Linked DNA regions of Gossypium arboreum: region 1 is linked to region 2. A link is a contact called in public Hi-C data. All regions are on one chromosome and are shown on one strand. Each heading gives the region's core, a stretch centred on a gene start, on an enhancer-like site or on the middle of the called end of the contact. The rest is flanking DNA. Distances are from core to core; before and after follow the strand shown.

Region 1 (6,491 bases), core at 3,606-6,105, 160 kb after region 2:
TTTAATGGGGCATGAGCATGGGAGCCTACAACAAAGTTTTTGATCAACCTTTGCCCATATTCCATAATGCCATTCATATATAATTATAATTGGTTAGATCCAGATGTGTATCTCATTTTATTTTATTTTTTGCGCCAAGGAAAAGGTGGAGAAGAAAAGAAACGGAGAGGGACAAACAGTCGTATATTATTGTTGATATATTTTTCTGAGTCAATCAAGGTTTCATACAAGTTTTTCACCCGGGTTGAGGGCAAATTAAACAGTAGTTGATATTGTCGAGAGTCCTTTAAGGTTGTTCTTGTGGTTTGGGAGAATTATTTTTGATGAGTTTGACCAACTTTGATAAATATTTTGGAGAGTTTTATATGTTTTGATGTGGATTCTTTTAGAGATAAGTATCTTATTTAACAGAGAGAATATTTGAGTCATGATAGGCCTCTCATATGTGTATTTAGATATGATAAGAGATTTGTTATATTATTGAATCCCTGAGTGAGAATTGATTTAATTTAATATTTGTGTACCTATTGAACATGCAAGAGATAAGTTTTAATAAAAGACCTAACCTAAATCATGTAACCGTAGTGGTTATATATAGTCTAAGAAGATAAGTCCTTAAATTATATGTTAGATGAACCCTCTTTATTCTCTTAGGGAAGGGGGTAAATTTGGGTAAAGTCATCACATATAACATAACATTTATATCTTAACTTGAATTCAAAGAGTTGAATTTTAACCAATAATCCCGCCGCCGTGCTCAAAATTTTTAAGCAATCCAATGTATCATATTAATGGAAAATGAAGCTTTTGTATATATTTATATATATAATAACGTATTTTCTTTTTCCATTAAAAAAGCATTACATATTTTTAATGTATTTAAAGTTTGAGACGCACAATCTAATAAATAGGGTATGAAACAAAAATATAAAAAGCAATTTGATGGACAATAAAAGTGTAAATTGAATATATGGGTAAAAGAAGTGGAGTTTAAATGTATAGAAAAAAATAAAAAAGTAGGAAAAAAGAGGAGCATGAGAATTAATTCCATTGATTAGAATGTAATGAAGTTGCTTTGCGTCAACCAAAAAGGAAGAGGTTCTTAGAGAACAAGTGGCTAAAACCCATGAAAGATGGTGACTTCTTCTTTGAGGATCCAACAAATGTAGTGGGCAACAGATCCTATTTAGATATTGACACCATGACATCCCAACTCACCTTTGGGATTTGCTTTCCCTCCCACTCCCCTTTTTGGAGAATTTTGGCTATTTAATATACCTTCCTTCTTATGTTTTCCTTTTCCTTTCACAAAATATGTTTGTGGTTTAGAGATTAGAAAGAATTAAGTCCTAAACTTTTATACTATTCCAATTTTAAAATTTTAACCTGCAATAAATTCGTTAAGTTTATACAATATTTATTATTGAACTTATAATATATAATTTATGTTGGATGTTAGAATATTAATTTTTGATATATATATATAGATTTTATTATATATTAGAATTCATTTATTTCCTTTGCATTTCAAATTTTGATTTTTAATCTTCATATTGCTCAGGTTTTGACTCAATATCTAGCAATTAAAATCGTTAAGTCAAATTCTACTATTAATCCTATAAAATTTGTAAGTTATAGTTGAAATTTTAACCGCTTTTAAATCTATTAACTAAAGTAACGTGACTTTTTATAAGCATAATGTGAAAATAACAAATTAAGATGTTAGAATAAATTTCAAAATTGGAATACAAGTGCAAGGATGAATTGGGGAAAACATGAAATTCCCATAGAATCGAAGAGAGGATGGATGCAATGATTTAGAACAAGTAACAAAGTGAGAATGGATGAATTAGCTGGCAGTCATCAAATGTTTGAAAAGATTAAAGACACTGCAAACTGGCAATCACAATCAAGAAAGCAAAATTCATAGCGAAAAAAAGGAAGTAGTACACCCACATACGAAAAAATAGGGTAAAAAGGCTTTTAACAGTGAAAATGTTTTCCCACCAACATAACTATAAAAAGAAGAAGATAAGAAAGTGAAAAGCTTTTTAAATAAAGTTAATACCATCATTAAGAACTTGACATTTAAGTGAAGTGAGCATTTTTCTTTTATATGATTCTGCTTCTGCTGACATTGAAGAAAAGGGTAATAGTTGTTGCCCTGCTAATGTAATAGTTTTATATCTTCAAACGCTTTCATTGTGTTTGATTCAATGCCTAAAAGTAGGGTATCACAGATTTGGCAATTTTTCAGTGCTGCCAGCAATCTGGGGATATTTGCAGTCCAATTTTTATTATTTAGAGAAGAAAATGTTGGGTTTTCAACTAAACCCCTCTGCAATTTCTTTTTTATTTTTCAGCAACGCTATATAACATATTTATAATAAATACATTAACCCTTTTAGTGATTCACCCTGAAAATACAAAAAGATTTCCCCAAGAAAAAAAATTTAACCTAAACAGAAAGAGAGCTGAAAATTAGAAAAATGATAAAAAGCGAGTGGCAAACTGGAAAGGCAACCAGTTCAGAAGCCAACATTGACAGAAATTAAAGATAAGGGTTTCGTACTAGGGAGGGACCAGACTGAGTTGGGATTCTTCTTAGACTCATTGAGTCGACTCATTAAAAATAAATAAATTTTACTGGCTTATGGCGGTGGTTTTGTTGGTGAGCTTCCAAGCTGAAGTTGTAATGAGTGGGCGGTTGTGCCATCCCAGCATCAAACACCCGTTGTTCTCTTCCACCCCATATCCATCTCCGCCTGCAAAAAGGGCCAACAACATACTAGCTTGCTTGAACGCGTTCGAACCCAAATGAACCGGTGAAAACCCCGCCGTACTCAACCGGTTTCTCCACTGAGTCAGCGACTCGTGCCTCTCGATTCGGTCCACCCCTTCACAGGCCACCACATTGCATATCTGTTTCCCCAAATACACCTCCGACATAACCTTATCCTGACTGCTCACCGACCCCTCCAACGAATCAAAAAGCGTCGAGTAAAAATGTAATGACTCAGTGAACCGGTCTAAGAAAACAGGACCGTTGTGGTTCGCTTCTTGCTCAACGATGGTAACAAGTTCAGGCTTCATTTGTTTCACCACAGAAAAGACTTTGTCGATGGCACCAGGCCGAGCCAACAATTTATGTAACTCGAAAACCGAGTTAACGGCCACGGCTTCAACTTCACTCGGCCTGAGATCAAGCATTGAAGCATCCAAATCGGCCAACGAATTAGCCACGAACCCACGATACTCGAACTCCACGTGAATCTTTTTGGCAAACTGAGCCAACTTACAGCCAACTTCCTGCAAGTGATCTGAGTTGTCGTGGCTAGGAGGTCCGATCCCAGTTAACCTAAAAGCTGGCGGACCACCAACTCTTAACGCTAAAGCTTGCATCAAAGCAGGCCATTGCATGCCTTGGTTCATTGAGAAATCGATAACATGGACTCTTTTTTTGCCCTCAAAAGCTTCGAGAATAGCTTGGTTAGCGGTGAAATGAGCGAACTTGAGATAGGGGCAAGTCTCGTAAAAGTGCATGTGAAGAACATCTGAAAAAGAGTGGTCGAGTGGGTTTTGAGGATAAAATCTGTAAATCCTTCGGGCTAATGCTTCCGCAAAATAAGTAGCCACTTTTCTCATAGCCCCAGCTTGAGAAATCGCTAGGAACCCAATTTGTTTAACTAAAGCTTCAGCTAGATTAAGATTGTTTTGCTGGACAGCTTCCGCACATGCCATCAAAGCATGGACAAGCCGGATTCCATTTTCTTGCGAGTCAACCAGGACCACGGGACGAGTTGAAGCAGTCGGAATTCCATAGGAAGCAGCAGCGGGAGGAGGAGGAGGGGGGAAGATATCCGAGGGCGAGGGCGGCCCGGATGTGGATTTGAAGCGTTTTTCAGATTTAACGTTGGTGGGTGTGGAAGAAGATGAGGAATCGTGGGTTTGGGGTTGGGTATTTTGAGAATAAATAGCCTTACCAGGAATGGCTTTGAGATCGTAATCGGAGCAGGAAGCTTCCTCAAAGATTTGTTGACCAGATTTCTGATGTTTCCGATTGATGTTGTCGAAATCCAACGTCGTCAAAGTTGAGGACTCAGCGGGGCCAAGAAACGAATCATCCAACGCCGCCGCCGCCGTCCCAGCAGCGCCAAAAGGATCAAAAGTGGAGGGAGGGTTAAGTTCAGAGAGCATGCTCTCGAGCCAAGTCGACAGATCGGAAGGATTATAATGAACAGTTTCAGAAGCAAGGTGAGAAATCCCATCATCTTGAACATTACACATAACCTCCTCCAACTGCTCAAGCTTTTGAGCCACTTCAGCCATGTCTGAAGTTTTGACCTTGTAACCCAAAACCGCCAAAAGCTCATCCATCCCACAGTCTTGTTGGGCGGATTCTTCGTCCCAAACCTTGGCCTTTCCGGTTGAAGGAGCGCCGCGGAGAGAAGAGGGGTCTGGGTTGGGTTGGAGATGATTGTGGTCTCGCTTCATGATTGTGATAAATTTCTCGTGTGTAAAATTGTGGGTTGAGAGGGGGGTGGAGGGGAGGTATCTATGGATTTGTGTGGTGATGCTCAAAAACCAAAGAAAAAAGATGAATGGGTGAAGAATCTGAGCATTGGGGATTGGGGGGTTTTGCTTGGTTTTTCCCTACTACTCCCACTTCATCATCAGAGCAATTACATAAAAAAGAAAAAAAGAAAAAAAGATTTTAAATAAATATATGTTGAAAGAAGAAAAAAAAAGGAATCAAAACCCAAAATTAAATTAAATTTAAAGAAAAACGCTCGTGATGGGCGCGACCTCCAATGAACCCACAGAGGCTAACTACAGCTCAAACGAATAAGAGGGAAATATACATTTTTACCCTCCCTTTTCCAAATTATTTATTATTTTTACAAAATGCAGTACAACTATTGTGGGACCTGTTTACTTGTCATCCCCACTTCAATTTATTTTCTTTTTACCTTTTATAGTTAAACTTTTTCAGAGTTGAATTAATATTATTTTACAGCTAAATTTCTGTTTGGTTACTAGGTTTAACCCATCTTATTATTTTAGAATTAAAAGGTCATAATTACAATTCGCAGCTTAGGACCAGCTTAGTAGCGTAACCTTCTAATTTAAGTGAAGAGTTGAATTCTTATAAAGTATAACTACCTTTATTAAAATTCACCTTACCTATTATCTTTGTGTTACATTTCTAAATTAACAGGTCGGATCTGAATATATTTTGAACAAAAATATATGTTTAGGCTAAAGGTAAATTTTATATTTTGTAAATTATGTGATTTTAATATATTTTAATTTTAGAGGAAAAATAGAGAGTTTTACTCCGACCATTAATTTTGTTATAATTATTTCTGGAATTGTAATTCAAATTGTACTTGTAACTTTAAAAAAAATTAAAGAGAGTTTGGTTAATGAAATATAACATTACTTGTGATAAATTATTAGAATACAAGATTACTTAACAAATTTCAAGCATATTGTATTACATTATTTGGTTTATTTAGTTAGAATATAATTTAGACATGTTTTAGCCTCAGTTCAGATATATTTTATTTATTAGTCCAATCATGTTTTGTAATAGTTAATTTCTTTTATAATTCTTTTTGTTATTATATTTGGAATTACAACTATAATTGTACTTATAACTTTAAAGAAAATATTTAAAAGTGTTCGTTTCACAAAATATAAAATTACCTTTAATAATAGAATTATCAAAATATAAGGTATGCTTTATTGCCATGTTTGTTAAATATGAATGGAATACATATATATATATATATATATTTTTTTTTGGGGGCGTTTTACTCAAATATGCCATTTAAATAATATAATTACGGAAATAAGTCATTTTTTGCGTTATTTACCGGATTAGGCCGTTTCCCACGAAAACGCTTCCACGTAAGCGCGATTTCAGAGTACGTGTCAGCAAAGCGCTCCCCTTGGGGAGAGTTTTGCCCGTGTAACGGTCAAATTTTTTACTGTTGGCTTTCAACTGTCCAAAAAAAAACCTATAAAACCCCCCCAAATCATTTTTTCACACAAATCTCTCAAATTTCTATAATTCTCTCAAAATTCCTTTCCCTTTAATTATTTTTCACACAATTCTCTCATGATTCTCAACATTCTTTCAATATTCCCTTCAAAAATCTATCAAATTTCATTGAAATTTTCTCAAAATTCTATCAATTTCTTTGTTTAAAATTTTTTTGAATTTAATTTTTTTAAATTAAAAAAATCCGATCGTGTTAAAAATGGCTGGAGAATTAATCCGTCTCGATAATAAGCACATCTCCGTTGATCAAATGACAATGGTAAGTGATAATTTTAAATTTTCAATACTATTCGATATTATTTTAATTTATGCAAATTTAATTAAATTTGCAATACTATTTGATATTTTATTCATTTATGTAATTATAATTACAATTTCAATACTGCTTGATTTTTTTTTCATTTATGATGTTTGCATTAATTAA
Region 2 (7,117 bases), core at 971-3,470:
CACCATTGATGGGATTTCCATTGTTGTCGACCACACCGCTGCGGTCTACGTCAGTGTCGAAAACAATGCCGAGATCAGCTGTGTTTTCTAGCACAGCGGCTCGGGTTAATGCCATTGCAGTTTTGTCTTCGGGATTGGGGATGTGATTGGGGAACATCCCATTAGGGTTGAGATGTAGAGAACCAAATGTATCTGCGCCAAGCTGGTCTAACACATCCCATGTGAAGAAACCTCCTGATCCATTTCCAGCGTTTACAATTATCTGCAATCAGGTGTAATGTCAAGGCAATTAATTAGCTTGTAACGATGCATAAATATATTGCCACTGTGTTACGTGGGCTAGGATCTTCAGCAAACTAAGCCCTTAGCCTGATCTCCACGGATATGGCCCTCTTACTAGAAGAATTCTTGACCACACGAAAACTTGGCCTGTTTTTGGATGGATAATGGCTAATTTGTCCTTCTAAATTTATAAAAAAAATTATTTTAATTCTTTATTTAATTTTTGTCTCATTAAATTTATATTATTTATCAAATCACCTAAAATAGATCAAAAGTTAATATATGACATCCACGTCAGCAATTAATTATTTTTAAAATTTAAAAATATTTTATTATAATTTTTATACTTTTTACTAATTTTAAAAGTATTTAATTTTTAAAATAATTTTTAAAAATTTTAAAATTTTAAATAACGTGAGCAAAGTCAACCACATTAATTTTTTCATATATTTTAAAGTGATTTAATAAATAATACAAATTTAAAAATTAAAAGAGATAAAAGAAAATTAAATAAATAACTAAAATAACTTATTTTATAAAATTAGAGGATAAAATAAATCATGTTCCCTTTTCGACAAGCCAACGGCCTAACAAGCACCATATGATTTATATTTGAAGTTTCCTACTATTTCTAATTGGATGCAAAAAGAAAGAGTGAACCGAATAGAGTTCCATGGTAAAATGCAATATTTAACGTAGAAAAATACATGTAAACAAATGGCAAGCACACCAAAAGATAGAGATAAAACCTGGAATCCTTTGAGTGGAGTATCATAATGAATAGGATGGTTCACTCTCTCCTTGATAATGTCCCGTAGGTGCTTTGCGTAAGCCCTCATGAAGTCAACCTTTTTTGGAGGAGAGTTAAGCATGGTCGACACTTTTGTGAGCCTGTTGGCGTACTTACGAGCAGCTTCGTCACATATCTCTTCCACTTCAGGCGAAGTTAAACCTCCTTTCTTTGTAAAAAATTTCAGACCATTGCGAGTGTAGGGTAAGTGAGAAGCCGTCATCTGCAACACAAATTACATACAAATTTACCATAGTTGATTTAACATTTTTTTCAACACAGATTTTAGTTAAGACTGCTTTTTTTACTCTACCATGATTGAAGCATCGTAAGCAAATGGTGGCAGCAATGTGCTCATAAAACAAGCTGGTGTAGTAGCAAGGCCCATCTCAAATGTCAAGCAGCCAGCTCGAGCAAGGCCTGCAAATACTGCTACACTCAGAGATGCTCCTGATATTCGAGGGTCTTTGCCAAGTGATACTGTAACATCTTCCACTGGACGTCCTCGTTCCTTTTCCAAGGCCTTGATAATCCACTCTCCGAAGCTCTCGGCTATGGCTTCCACGGCTGGTGGGGTAAGGTCCACGGTTCGACCCTTTTCACCTTCCAGTGCAACCCCTCGAACATCGGACCCATTTTGAAGTCTCCTAATCTTGTCCATCTCTTCATCAACAACCACTTCATTATATTTCACTGCACCGCTAGAAGATTTAACGCATATAACTACACTTGACTTTGACGAAAATGAAAATCTCAACGCTTTTTTTAGTGCAGTTTTTGCTGGTGATGAAGAGAAACTGGCTTTTCGACCACGTCCTCGTAAGGGTATCAAGGATGTTGAAGTGGAAGCCATGGATTTTTGTTCCAGGGTTTGTCTGAAGAAAGATGTGGAAGGATGGTGTCTAGAACGATGAAGTTGGGGAAGATAAGATGAACCCGCTTAAACCAATGAACTATAACCCTACAATACAATCCAGTTTCTATCCAGGAAAAAGAAAAATATCTATGAACAAACTTCCAAATAGCTTGATATTTTTCTTGTTTTCTTTTATTGAAAGCATTACTATACTTTTTCTTCTCCTTGTGCATGTTGCATTTCATATTTTTTTCTGGATTAAAAGAAAACAACAGCATATTCTTTTCTGGTTGCTACTGGAATTCAATATTGCATAATTTTTATAAAAAAAATGTCTACCAAAAATTTATGAGCGAAACATTAAAATCATTATGAGCTGCTCAATAATTAAAAAGAATTACACAAACTGCTATAAATCATTTATTTACTATTTTTATTTTAAATTTAATTTAAAGATACCAAAATTGTTGGAATTCTAGATTTTTAATTTTTTATAAAATTTTAATAATTTATTTAATTAAAATTAAATTAATTTATGATCCGATTAAATAAAAATCCATCAAATTAATTTAACTAAGGATACTAGAAAAGTTTTTAATTTTATTGAGAATACAAAATTAAATTCTGTATATATACCTATATATAAAAACTATCCCGTTAAAAGACAGTGGGACAAATATCCATTTTATTTTTTAATATTTTCTCAGAAGGTCAACTTATTTGTGAAGTGTGTATGAAATTATGGAATATTTTTCCACCGAATACACCACAAATGTTTGATAAAAACGAATACGTGACTAGGGTTATTTTTTCACCGAGAACCTGTTGGTTTATGCACTCATCCAGAACAAGGCAAAGGATTGGTTGAGGAAAGTTAAAGAAAAGAGAAGGGTTAAATATAAAATTAGTTCTTAAATTTATTCATTTCTCTTATATTGAAATTTATAATTTTTCTGTTCTATATTGGTATTTGAATTTTGTTTTATCAATTAAATCGGTATTTAAATTTAACTCCGTTAAGTTCGAGATAAATAGTGGAATAAAATTGTGGTATATGGCATAAATGATGTGATTAATTTAAAAAAAAATTAAAAAAAAAACCTATTTTTTCTTTTGACTTTTCTCCCCTAATTTTTTTTTCTTGTAATTAATTTCCTTTTTTTGTTTCTTCCTTCCTCTCTCTCTTCTTCTTTTTTCTTTCTCCTCAGCCTAAATTGCTACTTCCATCGTCGCCGACAGTTCGCCTCCTTTTCGACCTAGAAATGGCACCTAAGTGTAGCAGTCAAAAGTAAGAAAAAAAAAAGTGATAAAACACTGTACATAAAGAAGAATAAAAAATACAGGATTCCTTTTTTTTCTTTGTTTTTAGTTACCAATTGCCTTGTGTTTAACCCACTTTGAAAATCCTTTTAATTTCAGTTTCTTTAGCTTCAAGGATCTTGGGATTTTTTTTGGTTTTTTCCGGGTATTGTTAGGTCTTTAATATATTGCTGGGAAGTTTTAATTTTTTTTGTTTGTTTGTAATTGAGTAGTTTTCAGCTTTGCTTTAAATTTCCTCTCTCTTTTTTCTTAGCAATTTTACCTCTCAAAAGCTCTTAATTATTGCTTTTCTGCTGCTGGGTTGATCTTCATTTTTGCTGGGTTGATCTTCATTTGTTTGCTTTTAATTTTAGTTTTAAGGTGAGTAGAGGTGAGCAAAACTCGATTCGATTTGAAAGAATTGAAAAAAAAATCGGATTTTGAGTTAAATGAATCGAGTTATTCGAGTCAACTTGAATTTTTTTCGAATTTTGAGTCGAATCGAGTATTCGAATAATTCGAATATCAAACTATAATATTTTATATTTTTACCCCAAACTTCCAAACCTTTTTACTTTTCCCTCAAAATTTTTACTCATTCTCGCTTTCTCTCAAAACTTTTACTCCCCTTCCATCTTAACCCCCCAATTTACCCCAAATCCATTACCCACCAAAATTTTACTATCCAATTTACTTTTTCTCAAAATTTTACTTCCAAAAACCCTCAAAACTTTTTATTTTTCCCTAGAATTTTTACTCCTTCCTACTTTTCCCCTAAAATTTTTACTTCCTTCTCATCTCACCTCCCATCTACCCAAACCCATCGCCCCCCCTCAATTTTTTTAATATTTTCCCTCCAAAATTTTACTCCCCCTATTTATTTACTTTCTCTCAAACTTTTAATCCCCAAAACTTTTTATTTTCCCCCTAAACTTTTACTTCTCACCTTTTACTCTCAAATAAATAATCAAAATTATCCAAAAAATCACTAAACATAAATAGTAATAATTTTATTTATATCTACTATTTATATTATTAAATTAAATTTCACATTTTATATTATTTATATTATTGAATTGTTTAGTCAAATTGAATATTTATATTAAAATTGAATTATTAATTATGCCATTAAATATTAATATTAAAATTTTATATTTGTATCAATTTCACATTTTATCTTTAAAATAACTTTTATTAAAAAATCATATTTTTACATTTAATATATTTTTTAATTCCAAAATATATATTGACAAGAATTTGAAGATAATTGAAACAACTAAGCAAGCAAAGAAACTAACACGTATATAAAAGTTTAATAAATAAATTATGAGGTGATGAAAGTTAATAAAAAATTTGATTAAGGTGGACAAATTTTATTACGATGGGTGACAGTGGTTACAAGGACCCAAAATTATTTTTTAAAATTTAACTCGAACAAATATATTCGATTCACTCGATTCGGATTTCATCTTACTCAACTCGATTCGAGAAAATTTCAAATCAAATTAGGATGATAAAATATGATTCATTAACTCGATTAACTTAAAATTTTTTCATTCAATTCGATCGAACGCTCACCCCTAAAGATGTGTTCCCGTTTAACAACTTTTGTGATAAATTTGTTTCTGAATTCAATATTTTGTTTTGCTTGTAATTGGTTCCTCTTTTATAGATTGGAAATTGAAAAGACATAATTCTTTAATATAGAGAGAGATGGGGCTTGAAAGAAATGGACATTGGAGTTGAAGTTAGGAAATATATAGTGATATTAGTTAAAATATGTTATAGTTTTGTTTGTATCATCCATTTTTTGTTGGTTTGGCTTGCTTTTTAATATTTTTGTATAGATAAACTGTTTTTGTTGTTTTACTTTTTGGTTATTACATATAGTGTTTTGGTTTGCAGTATTGTATTGCTTGGTACCTTTTTGAGTTTTAGGTCACCGAACATACCCGAAATTGATGAACAAGAAGAAGAGAATGTTAGTCATGAAGTTTTTCCGTTGAAAACTGGGGTTAGTAAGGATGATACTATTGTCAAAACTGGGGTTTACTTTTGAAAGCTATACTTCGGTGCCATTTTTAGGCCGAAAAGGAGGTAAACTGTCGATATCGATGGATGCAGCAACTTGAGTTGAGGGAAAAAGAAGAAAGAAGAATAACAAATGAAGGAAGGAAAGAAAAAACAGAAAAGAAAGAAATTAATTACAGGACAAAAAATTTTGGGGGAGAAAAGTCAAAGGAAAAAAATTAATTTTTTTAGATTATGACATCATCATGACATCATTTATGACACGTGTCACAATCTTATTTTGTCATTTGTCTTGAACTTAACAGAGTTAGAATCAAGTACCGATTTAGTTGACGAAAAAAAGTTTAAGTAGATAATGAGCCCTTTGGGGACTCACTCACATCTTTGGACTCATGTTTAACATAGATGAAATTAAAATAAAAATAACTAAAATTAAATAAAACAGTAGTTATAATTACAATATGGTTTCACGTATGGGAATGTACAACATGCTTGAGGACAAGCATGGGCTAAGTAGGGTGAATTTGTGGAACGACGAATATGTGCAAGTGTACACAATCGCAACAAGTAATAAAGTGACAAGTAAATGTCGAGTTATCATACCCACAGGGACTGTGAAAGAAAAATATTTATGAAATGTAAATCAAACACTTTGGTGATGAGAAAAATATTTTGTTTTGAAGAAATGATTTAAAAATAAAAATTAACTAAGTAAAAAATAAAAGGTAAAAATTTCAATGCATGATTTCAAAAAGAAGATTTTTAATCAATATGACATAATTGTGCTAGATCGATTACATTCATTAACTTAGAATTACTAAATTCATGTTCATGTTGTTACAAATATTTTTACAGCAACTTGGTAATTTGTTAACTACTGCAAATTCATACTTACTAAATTAACTAATCTCTTGAATATTTTTTAATGCCAATTCAAACAATTAATCAATCTTCATAAGCACATATAAGATTAAGTGAGGTAACAATATATATCTTTATTAAAACAGTTTAATCACAATAATCTTGCAAGTTATGCAAGGCTAATGTACCATTAAATATCGTTGCTAATATAACCTTCAGCTACCTCAGAAGATTAAACATGCACCAATTAAATATTGGGTCAATTAATTATAATTTCAATACGTTTAATAATTAATTCATTCGTCACCTTACTTTTTATAATGCAAGTACAACATAAGCATGATTTTATTCAATTGAGCAACTCATCAAGGCCTATAATAACACAAACATGATTTTAATAATTCAAGTGGCCAAAATGCAATCAACCTAACACAAACTAATTTAAGTCATTTTAATTAGAATAAGAACAACAATACAACAATCATCCATATTCATAATCATAACATAAACAAGAAAATTAAAGAGAAGGAAACTAGAAAGCAAATCCAGTATTTCTCTAAAGCCAGACTAGTGTGTTCATCTTCTTCTCTACTCGTTCTGTTGAACCGAGGCCTCTACAAAAAATTGAATGATGTTATTCCAAGGTGGAAGAGGCTCTTTTCCAAGAGGGAAATCGACAAAGGAAATGGGAAAATAATGAAGGGAATGGAATAGAGAAAAGCAAGTGACAAAAAGAGATGTGTGGGAAAATGAAAGATGTGTTGAATGAGGAAGAGAAAATGGGTATTTATAGGAGGGAATGGCTGCTAAAAATAGAAAATAAATAGCAACCACTCCTCTTCCCTTGGCTGGCCACATATGGTGCAAGTTTGAATGGCTTAAACTTGTTATTTTAAGCTAGGGGCAAAAGTTTGAAAGCACAAAAAGTGGAGGGGTTTGAATAGGATTTTAAGGAAACTTCAAGGGCTATTTTGCAAGTGTGGAAATCAGCTAAAATC

What was found. A called contact is a pair of places that touch in the nucleus more often than the background predicts.
Region 1: a Hi-C map of leaf shows a contact between it and region 2, with 2.1 times the contacts expected there. The contact joins the promoter of LOC108464877 here to the promoter of LOC108466801 in region 2. A contact is called at or near these places in 2 of 5 Hi-C or Micro-C datasets (both in leaf).

Annotation. Positions count from the first base shown.
Region 1 is chr2:75,878,695-75,885,185 of ASM2569848v2, forward strand. LOC108464877 (DELLA protein GAIP-B-like) reads right to left here and starts at 4,856. Exons shown (of 1, transcript XM_017765155.2): 1 at 2,322-4,856. The coding sequence starts at 4,494. The coding sequence ends at 2,644. LOC128284836 (protein MAINTENANCE OF MERISTEMS-like) reads left to right here and starts at 6,267. Exons shown (of 3, transcript XM_053022420.1): 1 at 6,267-6,326. The coding sequence starts at 6,267.
Region 2 is chr2:75,717,518-75,724,634 of ASM2569848v2, forward strand. It overlaps LOC108466801, which reads right to left and starts at 2,221. Exons shown (of 7, transcript XM_017767164.2): 1 at 1,386-2,221; 2 at 1,032-1,295; 3 at 1-262. The coding sequence starts at 1,925. It overlaps LOC128289169 (a long non-coding RNA gene), which reads left to right and starts at 702. Exons shown (of 2, transcript XR_008278878.1): 1 at 702-1,276; 2 at 1,397-1,840.